2 separate regions of the Mus musculus genome follow, and region 1 is linked to region 2. Evidence: chromatin contacts called from public HiChIP or PLAC-seq data. All regions are on one chromosome and are shown on one strand. Each heading gives the region's core, a stretch centred on a gene start, on an enhancer-like site or on the middle of the called end of the contact. The rest is flanking DNA. Distances are from core to core; before and after follow the strand shown.

Region 1 (6,063 bases), core at 1,693-4,192, 510 kb before region 2:
CAAAACCCACTCCTTCTGGCAGTTTCCATGGATAAGAAACCCAACTGGAAACTCATACACACGTGTGATAGTGAGCACATGTGTGATTGTGAGCAAGCACATGTGTGATGGTGAGCAAGCACATGTGTGATGGTGAGCAAGCACATGTGTGATGGTGAGCAAGCACATGTGTGATGGTGGGTAAGCACATGTGTGATGGTGAGCAAGCACATGTGTGATGGTGGGAACATGTGTGATGGTGAGTAGAATTCTCAACCCCTATGGCACATTGCACACTCAGTCTTCAAAGGATGTGCTAGACAGTTAAGGGACCATCTAGCTCTCTGTGTTCTAGATAGCTCAAGGTGTGAACATTTGCATACACATCTCTTCTCTGTAAGAACTAGGTTACAGATTTAGGGTCTTTTTGGCTCTGTGGGAGTTGCAACATAACATAGAAGTCACATTTCTATCCCTGTCTAGAAGTCTGGTACTCTGATACAGATGATAACATTATATCTATCCTGGAGGGAGATATTCATTTTGCTTCTTACCATTCCTTAAGCCTCCATCAATCCTATGGTCATGACGCCATGGTCTGAAACCTGTTATTTGGCTGACCACATGGAAGAGTCTTACTTTTATAGGGCAAAGTTGCCCATGGAGGCAGTTTCCTGTGGTTAGTCTAATACAAAAGCCTTTTCTGAGGCTACTTCTTCAGTCTTGCAGTTTTGTCTTTTGTTTGTTTGTTTTGTTTACTTTTCTCTCTCTCCCCACCACATCCCTTTGAGCACTTTTACTCTCCTGAGCAGTCCTGCTCTTCCTGTGTGCTGCATGAGATCAGGGCCCCAGAAGAAAGTAGATGGCAGACTTGAGCCAAGGTATTAAGGAGGGTTTCATGAGGGTACCATTTATAAAGATGAGTTCAAACTGAAGGGAAACTGACACGAGGCCTTGAAGTCTTTGTGGAGACAGCAATAGAAAATGGTCCCTGTGTACCCCAAGTCCTGAAGGAGACAGCAATAGAAAGTGGTCCCTGTGTACCCCAAGTCCTGAAGGAGACAGCAATAGAAAGTGGTCCCTGTGTACCCCAAGTCCTGAAGGAGACAGCAATAGAAAGTGGTCCCTGTGTACCCCAAGTCCTGAAGGAGACAGCAATAGAAAGTGGTCCCTGTGTACCCCAAGTCCTGAAGGAGACAGCAATAGAAAGTGGTCCCTGTGTACCCCAAGTCCTGAAGGAGACAGCAATAGAAAGTGGTCCCTGTGTACCCCAAGTCCTGAAGGAGACAGAGAAAGGAGGGATCACTACCAAGCTGAGGACCACAGTAGAACGGAGGAGAGTCCCACACACTGGAGATGTAGTAAAATGTAGCCTTTTCCAGTTCCAAGGTCAGCAGGGAGGAATCTTTTCCTTCTTCCTGTGCTTGTCTCTCTGCTGGTATTTCCCACAGGCCAGCCCCAGCCAGAGCCAACAGGCCTGGCCAGAGCAGGAGGGAGGAGACCCTGCTACAGAGATCAGAGTGGCTACAGTGTCAGGAACTGGCTGGAGGAGTTGGTGACCTTCCTATTAGTTTTTGTTTATTGTAAATTTCCACTTGGCCAGACTGGACATTTTATCTTTTGTGAGTGAGGCAAAAGCCTGGAGAACATTTAGAGAATTATTTACACCTATTATATTTTAAACTGGACAGTACCTCAGCAGCTCAGCAGTGATGCAATCGATACTCAATGTTCTTACCACAAGCTTAACCAAATGTTAATATTCTACCAGATTTAGTTCAAATATTTATTTAAGGAAATAAAGTGTTGCAAATTCAGCTATAACCATCTCCCCTAACCCTAACCTCCCACCTTGTAGCCATTTACCCCCTGAAGTGTCACCTTCTGTAACACTGTGATATATTCACAAACAACACACAGTAGGTATGTTTATTTTTAAGTGGTTAAAACCGAAATCCCATTTTTTTCAACTTAGCTTTCTTTAAACTTAACTATATATTTTTTTGAGATTTATTCGTGTTAATAAGTCACTTGTAGTTCATTCATTGTATTCTTTTTTTGTATGTAGAATATGTGTCATGCACATGTTATGTACATGACAGGGTGTTTGTACATACGTGTGGAGGTAAGGAGTTGACATTGGGTATTGACCTCCATCATTCTCCACCGTAGCTTCAAACCAGGTTTCTCACTGAACCTGGAGCTCGCTGATGCGGCTGGCTAATGAGCCTCAGCGATGTTTGTGTCTTTATTTTTTCCAGGGCTAGGTTATAGGTATAAGCCACCACTCCTGGCTTTTCTCACGGGTGCTGGAGATCTGAATTCAAGGGCCCACACTGATTTGAAGGCCTCATGGTCAGACAGCAAGCGCTTCTCCCCAGCCCCACCAACAGCTCCTCATAAGACCACACTACGCTTTAGTGCACGCCTGTGTTGGTGGATGTTTTGGTTGTTCCAGGTCTCTTCATTTTTCTCTCTTGACCCCCCCTTCCTTTCCTCTTCCATTCTAAATTCCATCATTATTGTTACAGATTCTATGTTAGGCATCCTCAGATCGGATTACATCGCTTCTGAGATTCACACCTGGAAGAGGAACGCCCATCTTCAACTCTACTAAGAATGCTACTTCATCCCCTAGACGGGTTGTACCAATTTACAAAGTCTGCATAAGCCAGGGATATCGAAAGCCTTTTTGTGTCTGCTCCAAAGGGAGTCGAACCTCAAAGGCACTGATTCAGGGGTCCAGGGAGGCTGTAGTGAAAGATCCCTGTTTACTGTTACTGAGACTTCAACGACAGAGAGCACCGATTTTTTGTTCAGGCAGAAATGTTCCAATTCACCTTTCCCCTGGTGGTATATCACTGTATTCATGCTGAATCCACCCAGGGCTGCTATGCAAAGAGGAGAGGAGACTTGCCTGTCCCAGCTCCCTGCAGGGCTGAGGCTGACAAGCCAGCTGGTGCTGTGTGCCAAGCAGCTTGGCAGTGAGCAATTCAGCTGGTTCCTGGGACAGGAGGCAGCAGTGACTGATCACAGAACTGAACATCTTCAGAGCTCTTTTACTCTATAAATATAGTCTTTGCAGAAAGCAGTGAAGATGGCGAAGCTTCCGGCCAACAGCAAACACAGCAAGAGAGGCTAGGGTGTGGCGTGTGAGCTTCGGAGTCAGGAGTTGATCAGGGGGGCTGGTCACCTGTGACGTCATTCTCCAGATTGCAACTCTGTGTGAACAAACACTTCAGTTTGTGTTACAGTTTGGGGGAGTGTTTGTTTTTTAAGAGACAGAGCACAAAATTATGAATTCTAAACTAGGGTCTTGGTAAACTGTCTCTGCTTTGGTGACTCTGAGGGAGGGACAAGAGGCTCAGGGTGTCTGGGAGGGCACTGTCAGTGTCTCCTCAATGGCTGGGCACTATGAATTCAGTGTTGTAGAAGAGTGAGAGTGGAGATAGAAGCTGGGTACTAGAGATGCCCAAAACCAATGAGAGGATGTGTGTTGGAGGGTGTTTGTGTACGTGCACAAAGGAGGGAAACAGGGTAGTGAGAAGCTTGGCAGCCAGTGGTGTAAAGATGAGAAGAACTAGGAACGGTGTTGGGGAGGTGGTTTTGGAGATGGTCCCATAGACTCCACTAGATGCTCAGCCCCTAGTTAGAACTAATTACTAGCTGCTGCTGGTCAGTGATGGATGGGGCAGAGGTGTACTGCGGGTTAGGAAGGACGGGTACGTGCATAACCCCGTGCTCTCTCCCCTGCTTTACACAGGGATGAGTTTAACTGACGAGTGACTGAAACAAACCATGTACCTCTTAAACATCAGTGTGTCTGCATAGAAGACGTCAGGCACTTAGAGAATAAAGTGTTAAAGGATCAAGGTCCTCCCTCACCCTCGGGAACTGGGGGTAGGGGGTTGTCAACAAACTGTCCCTATGAGTTGCAGTAAATAAGGGGGGGAGGAAAAGGGCCTTCTGGAAACCTACTTCAAAGGACAGAGCCATCTTCCAGATGGGCAGTTCCATGGGTCGAACTTGCCTTCCAATCAGAGAGGGGCCCTTGCTTTCAGAATCAAAGTCGGGGACATAGTCTAACACGGTAACAGAATACTTGAAACGCCAGCTTTCCAGGAGCACCGGATTCTGAGTCGGGAGGTCGCTGTGGGGAGGTTGAGTCTCTTCAGAAAACATTGAAGAGGAACAGAAGAAGCGGCTTTCTGGAGAAGCTCGGCTGAGCACATTGATAGACACATTTCTAGTTTCCTCTTGGAACCATTTGGGGTGGCCTGCTTATTCTCATTTTATAGAGGTTACATCCAACAGCTGGGCAGTTTTAACCATTTCTCAGTTACCCAGTTAGTCTATGGTGGGGCCTCTGTTCTTCAGTGGCCTAGATTCTTCTCCAGCTCTGAGGAAATGAGGGCAGTGGTGAGAGTCCTTTCGCAGGCTGTCGATGTGCTGAAGGGCTTTGCTTCTGGTCCATTCCATTGTCTATCACCTCCATCCAGGGAGGATATGCAAGGCAGCATCTGCCACGACAACCTGGAATGTTTCTTGTCCTTGTTGGAGCACTGTGGGTGAGAGGGTGCTGAGTGTGGCCACGCCCTTGTGAGAATTCACACCTGCGAGACCTGTCATGCATACATTTATGTTCAGTTCTTACTGTTGTTATACACACACAGAGAAAGGCTTATCATAAACAAATACCGTCAATTAGTTATATCCAAGAAGTACCTGTGTAACGTCCGTTCACTTGGATGAGGAAAGAGACCAGTTTCCAGAATCTTTTCTCATGACCACTCCTCCATCTCCAAAAGGTAAGCTTCCTTAAAGTCAAGCTTTAAAAAAAATTTTTTTTATTAAAGACAACAACAAACTTCTAATGCTGCAATTGATTTTCCTATCCTCATTTTGACCTTGAACTCAGCCATATGGTATTTCCCTTTACTATCAGTTTCCTTTTTCATGTTGTCAAGTATAGTTTACATATTTCCATGTTGGCATAATGTTCCATTGCACTTGGAGCCCACAACTTAGTGTAGATTTTCCAGTTCATGGGCATTTGGGTTCTCTGCAGTTTTGGCTGTAGAAAAAAGCCACTGTGAACGCTCTGTAGGTCTTTTGGTGATCATATGCATGGGCTTCTGCCGCATAAATCCCAGGGTTATAGGATAAAACTCAATGCCAAACTATTTTCCAAAGAAGCTTCATCGGTTTGTATCAGCAGCACGTGAGAGTGCCTGTCATAGCAAATGCCATTATTTTTTGGGAAAGGTGGTATTAGCCATCTTATGAGGGGTTTGCTATTTTCATTTCCTTACACTAATGAGATCGAACAATTTTTCCTACCTATTAGCCATTTAGGTAATTATCCGTGCCCTGCCCAGAACTTGCTTTTTGAACAGAAATACTTCACATCAGACAATTTATTAATTGTCTCATCAGTGAAGTTATATTGTGGGCTTTGTGTCTGACTTTTTCAATTCAGCATGTATTTTGAAACTGACTTACAATGTGTGTACACCAGAAGTTTACAAAAAATTTTTTTTTATTGCTGAATCGTATTTAATTGTATGGGTGCATCACATCTGTGTTTTTCTTGTTGACAAGATACTTGTTTTGGGCTTCTTTTTTGTATTTTTGTACAAATCTTGCATGGACACACATCTTCAAATGAAAATCGCTTGGAGAAATGCCTAGAAGTATCTTTCAGAAATCAGGAGACTTAGTTTCAGGGTTGGTAGCCAGTCTAGTCCTTCCTCCAGGGGACCCTCAGGTCCTACTTGTTACACAGGTTTTGGGATTTATTAAAACTCTTCATTTTTTGTCTTAGATGGAGACACTGCTGCATGTGTAGATTGCAAAGATCTTCTAGTGTCTTTTAGATGCTTTAGAGTTTTATTTTTCATATTTAGGTATATGATCCACCTATAATTAACTTTAATTATGGGGTTGGTTTTCTTTCCATAGGCACCTTTTCCAGTCTCTCCGTTAGATTTTCTCTTCCTCACATGACAGCTTTGATGTGCTGGCAAAACACCAACGGATCATATGACACAGGCTTGGGTTTTTTTTTTTTTTTGTTTCCACTTA
Region 2 (6,794 bases), core at 1,981-4,480:
GTTTGGCCATGCTTTCTCCCCTTGGAGAGGAGCAGAGGATATAAGGGCTTTCTCCTGGATACATCCTGAAGACCAGTGCTAATTTCTGAGTTCAGTCATATATACAGGTTTGGTTGTAGAAAGCACAATCAAGGGGAGAGAAAATGAACAGTAAACAAAGGAATGTGTGTAGAGGTGCACATGTATGTGTGTGAGAGTGCATACTTTTATAGACTTCAGTCCCTCTTTCTGCAACCTAGAGGGGTTAAAAGAGAGATGGTTTATGGCCAAGGTGTTTCCTCCAAGTATGAGATGTTTTCATAAGTACTCCGTGTCTCCGGAGGAAGCAGTAAGGACTAGAAGCAGAAGTTAAAGAGTATTCTGCGTAGTGGGAGAGTGATCTTTTCAGAGGCTGGGGTACTCTCAAAGGAGTGGATTCGGCTTTCTTTGATTCTTGAGATTCTGGCAGAACACCGAGATCACTTTGTTTTCTAGAATTCTGGGCGTGTGTCGGTCAGCTTTCTATTGCTGAAGCAAAGTACCTGAGATGACCAATTTCTAAGAAAAATTAGTTGGGCTCACAATTTCAATTGTGTTCGTTTGTGTTACATACACTCACTCAGCCCCAGTACTTTGAGCTCGCAGCAAGGTAGAGCCATGTGGTGGGGAACAAAAGTCCAACAAAGCTGTCCAACATGGCAGCCAGGAAGCAAAAAGAGCCGACAGGCGATCCCAGAGTCCCCTTCAAGAGCGTCCCCCTGGAGACCTGACTTCCTTCTGCGAGGTTCGACCTTCTCAGGGCTTCACTACTTCCCCAGAGTTCCTCAGGCTGACAACTGAGCATTTAATACGTAGTGTTTGTGGGGAGCATTAAAGAGACAAAACATAATAAGTTATTCAGTATAAATGAATATTGAGCATGCTTTTATGCCCAGGAATGGCATGAACCAATGAACCGCATTCCCTATTATAAAATGCTTGGGGCCATTATCAATAATATGAGGCAGTTTTGAATAATGCCTTATGGTTTACAAATATAATCACTGGTGAGATTTCAGCGGATGTTCTGAACAACCGCAGAAGGCCATTGATTTTTCTCTTGCCATCACAGGCCATGAGGAAGTAAGACTCTAGAAAGTAACAGAATGGCAGGATCAGCTCTGGAATCCAGACTTTCTGCTTCTTAGGCCAAGGCTTTCTCCACTTGTGAGTCATGGCCACCTCCCAATAAGTGGATTGGATTGTCAGGAGGCTGAGAGTTGTCAAGGAATGCTCTAACCTTATGGTCCTTATGGTTCCTATCTCCAGGGAAAGCTATGTGGAAGGATCTGCCTTGGCTCCATTTCAAAGGCAGTCAGTCCCTCTTGGGGAGAGAGATTGGCACAGGTGCACACAGGGGGCAGATCAGCCTCCCCAGCACACATGCGGACATAGAAACCTATGGCCATGGTGGTATCAGTCACAAGGCTTGTGCCTTAGGCTGGGCCCTTTAAATTATATTACCTTATAAAATCCTGCCACGCCTAAACCAACCAAACAATTCAAAATGGGGAAGATAGAAGGCAAACGCCCCAATCACCAACATGTTCCCCGGCCTAAATGTTGGTTAAAGTGAACTCTCAGAAAGTCAAAGTCCAGAATTTGCCCACTAGCCATGGTGCTTCAGAGACAGCTCTCAGAAACTGATGCCAGCCTTAGCCAGCACCCCATAGAGTTGAACCTCAGGGTGTCTCACTGGAACTTCTAACTACACTGACCTGACAGGTTCATTTCATTCAGCTCTCAGTGATGTACCTTATACATACATGTTTGGAGCCCACGTACCATGGCAGTGCCAGGCATTCTGGATTAGTAGTCCCATCCTATTCAAGAAAAAAAAAAAAGAATGAAATTTGAAAAAGTGAATAATTTAAGATAAAATGATTCATATTCTCTCTCTCTCTCTCTCTCTCTCTCTCTCTCTCTCTCTCTCTCTCTCCAGAGAGGCTGGAGTTCTCTAGGGGGTATGAAGTACTATCAATTGTTTCATAAAGTGGGAGATCGGAATAGTTGAATTATGATTTGTTTGATTATTGGCTTTGGAGGAGAACGAGGAGATGGCTTTCATTTCACACTTCTGGGACCATGATGGGCTTGTCTCCACAGCCTGCACCCAGGACTCCTGCGTGAAGGTGGCTGGCCTGCTCACTGCCTCTCCTCTCTGGCTCCAGTGCTGGTATGATGCCAAGCTCCCCGCCAGTTTGACTTTCCTTGCCCCTGTCTTTCCTCAGAGATGATCTTGTCTAGGAATCAGGATGAGTTTAAAGATTTGCTTTCAACCATCTCTCAGCCCCCCCCCCCCCCCCGCCTTTGCCTCTAATGGCTTCATGAAATTCTTCTTAGTCTTAAACCTTAAGATCTTAATGTTAAACCTATGGGAATCCTAAGGTTTTATAAACAGACAATTTGAGCCAACAAGTGTTACATATGGAGGAAATACAGGAGGCCTTGCTTGTGTGAGAGGGACTTGTGTAAGAAGTTAAAGAGGCAGGGGTTGCATATCTAACTCCTTGTAGGAGACACTACTGGTCTGTGTTATGCTGGGTGCTCTGAGTGTAGGGACAGACTTTAGGGTCTAGGGAGTGTGAAAGGCTTACTGATAGAGGCCTGTGTGGTACCACAGTTGGAGGATACAGAGGATCCAAGGCAAGGAAGGTGTCTGAGCACGGACACTGGCTGGAGGAAGGGATGCACTGTAAGTCCTGGGCTTGTGGGTCTATGACTTAGCCTGCACCTAAACCCCTGAAATGACTTTGCTTGCTAAGAGCAAGGGAGAATGTGGAAAATGACATCAACCAGGGAGTTCTGAGTGCTTAGATTGTTCCTGTAGCCTGGAGCAGAACATGGGCACTGGGAACGTCTGCCTGCTGTTTGCACCCGTGACTTATGGCTGTTATGTACAAAGCACAGCTCAGCCATGAACACAAGGAATCACCATCCTGTATCTTGGCAAGACTTCAGGCATGCAGTACATAGTTTGCTCTGTAAAAAAGATGAAGCACTGTGATGTTGGATTTTAGCTCAAACGACTGCAACCTTTTAAAGTTGGGCACATTGGTTGTGTGTTGTCTTAGTTCTGTGGAAAGTCTCCTTCCCTCGTATTGTTAGATGTGCTGAGTGCCAGACAAATGGTTCTCTGTAGGCGAGAGTGTGCACAGCTCTTGGAGGCATTTATAAACTTGGCGCGAGTACTTCAGCTCCTGCATTAGCTTGTCAGCCTGGGCATCCGGCCAGGACCGTGCCTGGCTCTGAGTCACGCTGGAGCTCTGTGCGATGATGGGGTTGGAGAAGGCGCAGGATGCCTGCTCTTCTCTTCTGTGCTTCTTGGGAGATGGGCTTCTCTGGCCTTGGCAAGGTTGAGGCCCTGCATGAAGCCCCGGGGCTCTGTCCTTGGGCATCAGCCCTATCTGTGGGAAGTTCTTAGGGGATGCATAGAGTTTTGCTCCAACATTGGCAGCTGCGGGCCTTACCTCAACCGTGTCTTAGGCCATGCTAAGGTGGCAGGGTTGGAGCTCTGAAGAGGGAGACAAGGACAGAAGGCACTTATAGAGATGGCACATGTGGGATGAAGGCACTGGACTGAGCCGATGGAATTCTCTGGGCTCCTCCTTGTGACCTGGATGAAAAACAAAACCCAGCAGTCACCACAAGGCTTGCTTTGGAGGTGGGCCTGAGGCTAACTTCCGAAACTACCTTTAAACTCTGGACTTTTTTAAAGGGGGATTTATTTACTTGCTTATTTATAATGTGTATATACCTGCAGAGTTTGTGTGCACCACACTCATGCAGACCACAGAAGCCAGAAAAGTATATTGCATCCCCTGTTATATGTGGTTATAAGCCATATAGGTGCTGGGAACTGAACCTGAGCTTCTACAAGAGCAGCCAATGCTTAATGGCTAAGCCATCTCTCAATTTCTCCCTACCAGTTCTTAACTTTTGGTGACGAACTTTTTTTTTTTTTTTTTAATATTCTAATCTGAGCACCTAGAGAAATTCTTCTGCTGGTATAAAAGCACGGGATGAACTAGTTTGAACCAGTGTGTCTGTGTATAACCAAGCTTATTTTCATCCTTAGGGTTTTCAAACATAGCAATGTGCAAGGGTGCATGTGTGTGATAGGGACGGGTACACTTTTGGATGCATTGGAAGTGAAGGAACACTTGTTCCTCTTTGGGGAAGGTCATAGCAGAGGAGGAGGAGGAAATTGAAAACACAATGGGCAGAACTCCGAACAACAGTAAGATCAAAATGAAGCCCTTCACCTCAAGGACCGCCTTAGTCTTGCACTCCATGCTGACCTAATGACTGCTCGGTTCCTACATAGTGCAGAGGTGAATACTCTGCCATTGGAGACTCATCCTCAGTCCTGTGTTCAATTCTTAAAGCGGAGCGCAAAGGGAGTCTTGGAGTGGGGGTAGTCGGGGCTTCAGCGGTCTGGCTAAGGGTTGCTCAGTCAGTAGGGGGTAGAGAGCCCTGGGATGCCGCATAGCCCTCCAGGAATCCAAGGCAGTCCCTGTCCTGGCATTCAGGCCATTGTAAATAATCCTTATAAGCCCATTATCTTAGCAGAGCGCTGGGAAAGAGACACAGAAGGGCAAGATAAAACAGAGCTGTGGTATTTAGTGCAGCGTGTTTGGCGAACAGCTTCGGGAGCTGCAGATGTCAGGACACACAGCGCAGGGTGAAGGGCCAGCATCTAGGTTGTTAATCCACCCCAGAATTCTAGCCAGACTCTAAGGCATGCCATGCCATTGTGTGGCTTGTGGGTTTCTGTACCTTTGTTTTCTTCCCTGGAGTGATCGTGAAGGTCAAAAGGGAGGAGATGAGTGAAAGCCCCTCCCTGTTACAGCTGGTGGATCTCTGAAACAGCAGGGATCCTGCAGTGTTCTGTTCAGCTCCCAGCATGCTTCTGGGATATGTGTGTTATCACCTGAGCTCCAAAATGGTAGCTTGGAGCTATTATCTGCTGAGTGTCCAGGACACTTGAAGGGCAGGAGCTTCTGAGGATCTTAAGACCCAGAATATCTTAGCGTTTAACTGAAGCCTCATTTAAAGGACTCTGCCCCATAGGGAGGACATTGCTGTAACATGGGAGACCAGTTCCTTAGACCTGGGGCAAATCTCCGCCTCTCTCTCTCTCTCTCTCTCTCTCTCTCTCTCTCTCTCTCTCTCTCTCTCTCTCTCTGTGTGTGTATGTGTGTGTGTGTGTGTGTGTGTGTGTGTGTGTGTGTATGTGTGTGTGTGTGTAACCAATTACTGAATGAGGGTCTCAGAGCATCATCAAAGTTCCTACCTTTTTTTTGGGGGGGGGCGAGCTTCTCAACTTCCTTCCCTTTTTTTTGGTAAATTAAGGATAAACAGGAAAAGCTTTATGTACCCCAAACCTAAATCTCAGTTACAGCTTGTAATTCTCTCCTCTTTCAGCTTCTGGCTGAATGGGATATGGGGAATGCCAGAGCCTGGGAAAGGAGAGGAAGCCGCCATAGTGGGAGCCATGGGGAGTGTAGGAGCCAGCAGACTTTCCTGGGAGGGCTACCTTGACTTACAATTGACCTGACTCAGAAAGACTTCTCATTTCAGCCCCACTGAATTCCGGTGAAAACCCCGCATTCATTTTTGCCCTCATTTTACAGCATCCAGCGAGCAGCCTTGGTGGTTCTGGAAAATTACTACAAGGACTTCACCATCTATAACCCGAACCTCCTAACAGCATCCAAATTCCGAGCAGCCAAGCACATGGCTGGCCTGAAAGTCTACAATGTAGATGGTATGTGCTTGAAACCGTTTGGGGGGGGGGGCGCACAGTTAGGTGGCTCTGTGGCTTAAACCTCATAGTACGTTTGCTTCAACCCTGTATTCTGTGCTTGCCTTACGGTCTTTTCTCACTTTAGAACAATTTATATTTTTAGTTTAAATGTAGACAAACATTTTTTTCCGGGGGAATGTCAGTTACAGTCTATATATGTGTATATATATATCAAGTTCATCCACTTGGAGATTTTGGTATTGGAAACTGTAGCTGTGTTTCCTGCCTCCTGCTGGGAACACTTTAGATTGAAAGTCCTCGGAAAGGAATGTTTTTCAAAGTCTGAGCTGTTTACCAAAAGACTGCGATGCTCTCAGGGCTTTCGGCCTAGAATACTCCACCCTGGCCTAGAAACGTATTCAGCCTAGAGAGTCAGCTATCTGGGAGCTCCTCTCTAGTCTCTCAGTCCTGGCCAGGAATGGCAACCAGAAGCTGGAGGCAGACTCACCAAGTCAGAGGCCAGTTTCATTCAGGGTGTCAGATGCTTAAGTGTGAGAAACAGGACTCCCTCTTACGTCTTGCTGGGCACCTGGGCTAAGACAAGAGCTTTGCAGACTCCCAGAGAGATTCATGTTGTCAGTAAGACATCTGGTTTACATAGGTATCAGTTTTTGGTATTAGTGTTCAAATATTTTTTTTTTTTTTAAATTTGGCTATGTGAGGGGTATGACTGGTAAGCCTCACCCTTGATTGGGAAACTTAGTTCTCTAAGGCACCCAGAAGAAAGCATTAGGTCCTGGCTGTGTCTTTGTGATAAGCTAAGTTGGGTCATGCTCAGGGTGATACGGGACTTGTAGGTCGATTCACAGATGGGGCGGGGCGTATTGCGGTTGCTGGGCTTTGGTGTTGGGGGAGATAGCACTCGGCTTAGCTTGTGTTCCTGTGTGTGGTCACTGTCAGTGTCCCTTGACTTCTCTTTTCTCTGTCTGTCCTTGTTCTCCCATCCTGCCCACTCTCTCTCATTGTC

Evidence for each region. HiChIP or PLAC-seq counts read pairs in DNA pulled down with a chosen protein or histone mark.
Region 1: a contact with region 2 is called in a FOXA1 HiChIP or PLAC-seq map of pancreatic cancer cells. The contact joins two enhancer-like sites. A contact is called at or near these places in 1 of 15 datasets of contacts at CTCF or cohesin (the NIH/3T3 cell line) and 2 of 115 datasets of contacts at active chromatin or transcription factors (extraembryonic endoderm stem cells and pancreatic cancer cells).

Annotation. Positions count from the first base shown.
Region 1 is chr3:102,674,225-102,680,287 of GRCm38.p6, reverse strand. No RefSeq gene overlaps it. Among named protein-coding and RNA genes, the nearest start is that of Gm40112, 17 kb to the left of the region's middle. Within about 2 kb of position 2,942, at least 72 of the 459 cell types and tissues checked have an H3K27ac peak or open chromatin away from gene starts, as enhancers often do. A contact at or near this core is called in pancreatic cancer cells, where this site is marked.
Region 2 is chr3:102,165,832-102,172,625 of GRCm38.p6, reverse strand. It overlaps Vangl1 (VANGL planar cell polarity 1), which reads left to right. Exons shown (of 8, transcript NM_177545.5): 5 at 5,655-5,788. Among named protein-coding and RNA genes, the nearest start is that of Gm16160, 35 kb to the left of the region's middle. Within about 2 kb of position 3,230, at least 168 of the 459 cell types and tissues checked have an H3K27ac peak or open chromatin away from gene starts, as enhancers often do. A contact at or near this core is called in pancreatic cancer cells, where this site is marked.